Regions from separate parts of the Larimichthys crocea genome. Here region 2 is linked to region 1. Evidence: chromatin contacts called from public Hi-C data. All regions are on one chromosome and are shown on one strand. Each heading gives the region's core, a stretch centred on a gene start, on an enhancer-like site or on the middle of the called end of the contact. The rest is flanking DNA. Distances are from core to core; before and after follow the strand shown.

Evidence for each region. Hi-C and Micro-C count contacts between places; a contact is called where the count stands out from the background.
Region 2: a contact with region 1 is called in a Hi-C map of muscle, with 5 times the contacts expected there. The contact joins the promoter of klf5b here to the promoter of gpr18 in region 1. A contact is called at or near these places in 3 of 7 Hi-C or Micro-C datasets (all in muscle).

What each region holds. Positions count from the first base shown.
Region 1 is chrXVIII:19,257,288-19,261,127 of L_crocea_2.0, reverse strand. gpr18 (G protein-coupled receptor 18) reads right to left here and starts at 1,998. Exons shown (of 3, transcript XM_010734009.3): 1 at 1,846-1,998; 2 at 1,124-1,174; 3 at 1-970. The coding sequence starts at 963.
Region 2 is chrXVIII:19,398,283-19,402,571 of L_crocea_2.0, reverse strand. It overlaps klf5b (Kruppel like factor 5b), which reads right to left and starts at 2,752. Exons shown (of 4, transcript XM_019255764.2): 1 at 2,451-2,752; 2 at 1-780. The coding sequence starts at 768.

The DNA.
Region 1 (3,840 bases), core at 749-3,248:
CCTGCTCTTGCGTCTCACGCTCCTCAGATAGTTCCTGTACAGGATCACGCTGATCACCCTGTCCTGGAACTGCTTGGAGACGATGTAGTAGAGAATGATATCCAACACTGTGCTCAGGTTCATCAGGAACGTGGTGAAGACCGCCCACGTGCTGAACCCGCCATCTTCACCTTTCCCCAGCAGGCGGATCACCAGGCACACGTGGAAAGGCACGAAACACACCAACATCTGAATGATCAGCGTGATGATGATCCGGATGGACTTCTGCTTCACTTTTGGTTTGAGCTTCGAGGTGCGGCCGTGGACCAGATTGTCCACGATCACGATGTAGCAGCCAATCATGATGCATATGGGAAGCAGGAAGAAGAAGATGAGTCGCACAAAGTTCACGGGGTTGTCGTGGCGCATGTAGATGATGTCTTGCATCTTGATGCAGGTGGTGTAGTTGGAGATGCGGTCGGGGTCTTTCTCAGAGAAGAGCAGGGGCACGGTGGAGCCCAGAGTCATGAGCCACACCCCGACACTCGCCACCACGGCCTTCGGGACGTTCCTCAGCTCTTTGCCGTGCTTCGGCTGCACGATGGCCATGTAGCGGTCGGCGCTGATCAGAGCGAACAGCCACAGAGCCATGCAGGGGTAGAAGATGGTGAGAGCCGAGCTGACCCTGCAGAAGATATCTCCAAAGGGCCAGTAGTCCTGGTGGTGGTAGACCATCCTGAAGGGAAGCAGCAGGATGAAGGTGAGGTCCACCACCGCCACGTTTATCATGTAGATGGTGACGGAGTTCATCTTCTTGGTGGTGAGGGCAAACACCCACAAAGCTGTGAAGTTCACTATGACTCCTATGCCGAACACGAAGCAGTAGAAGATCAGGCCTGCCATGCGGTACTCCACCGGGCCCTGCTCCGGCCTCGCGGCATCAGACTCCAGGGACATGTTGGAGACGTTTAGATCCAACTTCATTCTGAAACTTAGAAAACACAGCAAGATGTTTCCATTCTTCTCTCATCGTGAAACCGATTCAGTCTAAGATCAGCTGCAGGAATATTACATCAAAGCTATAAAATGGATTCTCTAATTCCCATTTTGACCAAAATGATGCTTGATTTGAAACGCAGCTTACCTTCGAACATCATGTAGAAGTTATCCCTCCACGAGTCCACGAGTTTGAAATCTAAGAAACAAGCAAACATTATAACACATTCAAAAGTTCTGTGTGTGTTTGAGAGAGAGAAAAAAAAACGACGTGTCGGTTGAATAAACGAGAAGCTGCTTCTGAATGCACACACTTCTTTTTTTTTTTTACAGCCTTCTGCTTGATCATTTGAATAGTTATTCTTAAAAGCGGTGCAGCTGTGCCGTGAAAGGAAGGAAGACAAACAGAACGCGTCGGTCTCGATGTGTGATAGCGTAATTAAAAACGACATAAACAAGCAAACAAATAGCAAAAATATATATATAAATAAATATATATATCAGACTAGAGAGAATGGAGCTATTGTAGTCGTCTGCGGTCGGGTGAAACATGGAAGTGAAATTCAGATAGTGTGACTGATAGTAAATCATGTGACCTGATTTTTTTTTCCACTGTCCTGTCTGTACATGGCGTCTTGAATCTTAAAATCAGGGAACAGATTAACGTAAAGCAAGTGAGTTAAACAAGTAAGATGAGTGACTGACATCAGTTAAAGCGCTCACACACACACACACACACACACACACACACCAAGTGACTATAAAACACATCTGCCAAAATGACTTCCCTCTCTCTCTGTCTCTGTCTCTGTCTCTAAAGGTCAAACAGATCAGGTAGCCCTCGCCTGAACAATAAAAAACTGCACTTACCACAGAAATCACACAAACATCTTGACAAGCTCTGCGCCAACAGGTTTATGAAGTGGCACGGCCGATTTATCTGAGCGCTCAGCCAAAAACAGGGAAGTGGACGCTTTTCTGAAACAGGGTAACGTGTGACGAGACTACAGCACAATGTAAAGCCCCCTCCATCACTTCCTGTGTAAGACTTTCTGGTACTTTAGATTCCTTTACTGTATCTACGTAGTTGGAACACAAAGGGCTACAGCTTTCCACAGTCTGCAATTACACCCCCTTAAAGAAAATGATGTGCCATTAGAAGTGGGAGTGTGTTTGGCAGGCAGAGAGATGGCAGATTTAGGGCGAGTTATTGATTGGAAAAGTGGGGTCTGTCACAGCACATTAGTTCTCAGGGGAGTAATCCACAGCAGGTTGCTGTGAGAAGCATCTGCTGCTGGAGAGAAGTAATTAAAAACAGGATGTTGAGGCAGTTGCCATATAAACAGGAAATAAGACGGTGGTAATAGACACTTCACGCTGATGCTGTGAGATGGTTTTACACCACGTCGACTTAATGGATGCAAAGCGCATACCTCAGGTGAAAAGCTCAAGGTCAGGCCGGACCTGGACTGAATACAGATTAGTGTGTGTGATTAATGTGTGTGTGTGTGTGTGAGCTGGTAACAACTTTGAATTAGGACGTTTGGCTCAGAGAACGATCTAAACTTCTTCCCCCTTCCCTCCTAACTGCTACTTTCCACTCCCATAATGCAGCGGAGTGAAGCTGAAAATAAATCACACTTTCCCACGACTTAACATTTCCTCTTTTTTTCTGTGTGTGTGTGTGAACTTCTGTCTGTGTTCACTATTTTTTTTATCGCAGTGTTTATAGGAAGCCGGCTCATTCAGTCTAATTTTTATTCCTGGGAAATAATTATCTATCCGCTTGTCCTCTCGATGTGTCTTAAAAATCTCACAGCAGATGGTACTTTGTGTTCATTGCAATATGTTGTTATGACAACAGTCTGTGTGATGTTTTCCTCTCTTTGATACTTGTCATGCGGTTGCCTCAGCAGTCTTCCACTTCATAATAAATGCCTGATCTTTATTGTTTATCATAAACAGTCACAGATATACATTCAGACGTCACATGCTGTCTTTGTGTTTTCACGCTCTGCTGTCTGTGATTAAAATAAAAGATGCTGAGACTGTGAGTTTATTGAAAAAATAAAAAGATGAAGTGATGCTACATCTGTGAATATGTCTCTGTGATATACTGTGAAGAGCGTCAGCTCTTTACCCTGGTTTATACTGCCCTCTAGAGCAGGAATGTGATCACTACAATGTGCTCTGAGGTTTCATTATTCATTTATTATTGTGCAAGTAAGACTGGCCTAACATGATGCATGACATTTTCTATCTGTGGCGGTTATTGCAGAACTTAAAGCTGCAAAACCAACAAGTCCACTTCATTTGAAGTCTTTCCAAACTGACTTTATATTTTCATTGTGCAAATAGCATAGCATTGTAACATTATTTTAATTGTTCTGTTGCTATGTGTCCTTGTCTTCATCACTGCTTAAATTCAAAAGTGTCGTACGCAGTGTGTGTTTACTTATTTTATATCATACATACATTATCTGTAACCGCTTATCCTCACTAGGGTCACGGGGGGCTGGAGACTTTCCCAGCTGACATTGGGCGAGAGGCGGGGTAACACCCTGGACAAGTCACCGGTTCATCACAGGGCACGTAGAGACCTACGGGCATTTTAGAGACACCGGTTAACCTGTTAATGTCTTTGGACTGTGGGAGGAAGCCGGAGTACCCGGAGAGAACCCACACCGACATGGAGAGAACATGCAAAGTCACCACCACCACTGCACCACCGTGCTGCCCTTATTTTATCATTCTGTATTTTATTGCTGCCTTATTTAATGTTATTTTATTTAATGCATCAAACAAGACAACAAGATATTACTTTGAGTTTTAATGGTTTTATGTTGTGCTGTCTTTTACTGCGTT
Region 2 (4,289 bases), core at 1,503-4,002, 140 kb before region 1:
CTGGACGTGCACAGGACCCGGGCTTTGGACTAATCCACCGCTGGAACTCTGGTCTTGGCTTTGGATTGGCGCTGCGCTAGAAGTTTGCCCCGGATCGACGGGATTGTTACGGGTCTGAAAAGTTAACTTAGAGGCGATGCTGGCTTCGTAGGAGGGAGGTGGGGACAGAAGGAGCTCCTTCCCCCTGTCTGGACTCGAGGGCTCAGAGTTCGGCGGAGAAGGGGGCAGATAGGTCGGTCTCTGCTGATGGCCTGCGTGTTGTCGGAAACATTCATTCTGAGGGCTGCTTGCGGGTTTGGCAGAATTCTGAGTGTGGACGTGCCCGATGGGAAGACTTAACGAGGGCATGGGGATGGAGTTCAGCTGCGACCCGTGAACGAGCTGCTCCAGGTCAGAGTTCAAAAGCTGAAACAGGGGAACATCCTGGAAATCTGGCACTTCCTGCTTGATGAAAAAGTTACCACTACCTGCGTCGGCCGTGCCGTAAACACCCGGGTACTCTGGGAGCGCCGGCGGCCCCGCCGCCCCGTTGCCCTGACAGGCGGCGTGCATCAGGGAGTGCGGCGGCTCCGTTTTGATCTGTCTCACGGTCCTGCAGAGGCCGGGGCGCAGGTATGTGACGTCAGGGAGGAGCAGGCTCATGTTGACGCTGTAAGGGGAGGCGAAGTCCTCTGAGAAAGGCGGCTCCAGCATCAGAGCGCCGCCGTCCCTGCACAACATTTTGGGATTTACTACATCCTGCTGGTGCGGAGACAGGTAGCTGTCCATCTCGGATTTACCCTGCGAGACAGAAGAGAAGGGGGTGATCAGTAAAGCAGAGATGAGAGATTCAGGGTGTTGGATAGATGCACAGCCATGTGGGACCCCTAGTTGTCTTCACCCACAGTTCTCCACTTGTAGTCCTAATGAAGCATCACAGGACAAACACTGTTGTGCACACATTAGGGTCCTGCACTGCCACCTCCACCACCTCCACCCTCCTTTTTTTACAAGCAGCAGACGCCCTCCTGAAACGCTCCAGCCGGGCTGAAATTAGAACATCCAGTTGCTGCTGCTGCTGCTGCTGCAGCGTTATTTATCTCTTCAGAGCAAGTTTGTGCTGCTGGGAGCTGCAAACGTTTCACATCACATCCCTCCATTCCTGTTTTTTGTTTTTTTGTGCCTTTTTCCAGCCCCGCTTGTGATTCAAACAGCATCAGTGCAGGACGGATTTCAGTCACGTGTTTGGGATAATAGCTGTGAATATTAGAGCAAACACACACACACACACACACACACACACACGGGCCTGCCTCCATTATTTAGGCTTAGATCTGACAATGAAAACAGCCTGTTTTTTTTTTTTTTGCTCTCATCAGCAGCATCTCTACATCCAAAGCAGCAGCAGCAACTCAGATCAGTAAGCAGTGTGTGTGTGTGTGTGTGATGCTCTGATGCAAAAAAAAAAAAAACATAAATAAATAAAAAATAAATAAATGCAATCCCTCCTACCAAATTATAATCATGAAAAGAGGAAGTTCCCGGCATGTTACAGAGCACTTGTCCATGGTCTTCACCTCTCAGACCGTCGGCTGTCAGTGGCGGTGCGGCGGGGTTGGTTTTACGGAGAAACTGCGCGTCCTGCCCCGGAGCAACCCAAACATTATTCCTCACGGCAGCGGCCATAAAAGCGCAGAGAGAGACACAAAAACTATCCGAGATCTCTCACAGATAAACGAAGCATAGGTATTTCTTTTGTTTTCTGAGAGATAGAGACAGAGAGAGAGAGAGAGAGCCAGCTGTCAAACGTTCATTCTCTCTATTTTTTTTTTTTTTTTTTTTGCGCTGGCTTGTCAAATTACGCAACTGCGTGGAAACGGCGCGTCTCCTCTCCGCAGGGCGGGGCTGAACATGCACAAAATAAACAGGACAAGCGAGCGTAGATCAGGAGGGACACGCCTAATGTAATGAATACTGAGGTCTGTGCGGTGTGATGAGGTGAAATGGTTCGAAGGTTAGAAGAAGAAATGACACGTGGGAGGGTTAAAAAAGAAAAAAAAGGAGGTGTCAGTGGATCTGGATCTGGATCAGGTCTGATGTGCCTCCTTTAACACCTTTTTTTTGATTCTGTCTGACCTTCCAGTGACGTGTCAGTGTCTCACCTGCCACCTCAGCCAATCAGCTTCACTTTTTTTCCCCCTATCATCTAATGTAAACTTTTTTCTTTCTTTATTCTGAGCCGGCACTGACTGACTGACTGCTCCTGGTCTCCTGGTCTGGCATGTTAAAAACGCCACTGCAGTGCAGCTGTCTGTCAGGACTGCATACTTGATGCCAACATTCCTGAGCCAGCAGCACACACACACACACACACACTCACACACACTCACACATATACTACTGCCAGTGGATGTTTCCATCAAAATAGCTCAGCATTTCACTCAAACGCACGGTGTGGGGGTCACACTTACATTCAGCAGCGATGATCTGCAGTTGTCCAAACTTTGCTCCCTGGAATAAACCTGCTGCGTTTATTTTGCACCCTGTTTACGTGTCTTCTTCTTCTGGTGACCCTGCAGGAACTCTTGACATGTTTCTTTACATCCTTTTAGATACACACCAGATTTCTGGCTTCCGAAAAGAATCACAAAATCCAACCTCCAAACCTCAAAGCCTGCGTCTTTAGAGATCACGGTGACAGCAGCTTTATACCTCAGCTTAACAGAGACAGAACTCACTTGACAAGTGTTGTTTTTTTTCCCACACAGGTGTACAGAGTATTACCCCATGTCAGTGCAACATGCTGGAACTGGAAACACAGGTATGCCACAACCTTGGCACCGATGTGGACAAAGACTTATGCAGCATTACATTATAATAATAAATAAAAAAAAAAAGAATCACTGTCATTTAGTGCCACTCCCATCCATGTTTGACTTCAGGCAGTTTCTGTCCTCTTATTAAAATGTTGTAACTGCACCCACTGTAGGCCTGACTCAACAGGCTTTGAAAGCGAGGTTAGATCAGGTCATAGGTGGATAAAGCTTAAAGTAATCACACAGCATATGGAAAAACACATTTCTTACCATGCGTACATGTTCATCTGTTGCTTTTTATTTGAGTTTGTAAGTGACAGATCTTTGCAGCGCAGGACTCGGCTGTGAAAGTCATTTTCTTCTTATAAATTCATCATCAAAACAAGTTTTTAAAATCCTTTAACCTCCTCTGAACTCACCCTAATTTGTTATATTTGACTTATAATTTTAATCTAACATATTTTCCCACCTTTTGTTAGTGTGTCACACGTGTTCTGCTGAACTTTTTAAAACAAAACTAAGAAAATAAATCAAATATATTATGGTTTTGATTACACGACACAAACATCATCAGGACGAGCGCTCGCCAAAAGAAAATATCCATATTTTTTCATGAGTCAGTAAGATAAATAAATAAAAATAAATATATCTGAAAACATATTCAAATGACTGCTGATCATCCAATTAGGAGCTGACTGATTGGCCGTCATGTGCTGACCTTTCAAAGTGCAATCTAAATCCATGGATGTCTCAGCTCCAAGAGGAGCAACTGTCATTCTTGGCCGTGGCTCTTCCTGTACGGCGAATGTGAGCCGAGCCCTCCTTCCATATCGCCCACCCCCCAACGTATTAAAAAACCCTCACAATATGCCCAACAACTGCACAGCGGAGGAGAGAGAATGCACGGTATGTGCTTACAGCATCACAACTCCTCTCTCCTCTGCGCTCTCTCTCTCATGGACTAATATGGCCAGGGCCAAGAGGGGATAGGACAATAAACACATGAAGCACACAGCGTGTGTGTGTGTGTTTTTATTTTGAAAGGCTAAAATAACTTTCTGTAAGCAGATTGAGTTATTTCTTGTGCTTTGTGTTTATGGATGTGACTATCACATGTGTGTATACAGAGTGTGTGTGTGGCTATCCTATCCGTGTTTTGCCCATTAATAATATTAAATGTTATGACACTGGGTGTAACACAAGAAATACAAACAAATCTTATGCTCTATATATAGTCTGTCTTGGAGCAGGTGCTTGGCACTCCCAGCAGAGGGCAATGGTCAGCTGCAGTGGAACTGGTGTGTGTGTTTTTTAACGTACTGCTGAACCATCAAACTGTTAATGCGTCCCACTTTTTATACCGTGTGTTTCATTACTTTCCACAGAGCCGGTGAGTGGGAAACAAGCAAAGTGATGCCTGTTTTTATGAAGTCAGTTGACACTTTTATTTAGATTTTTTTCCCCCCTCACACACACACACACACACAGTGTCTT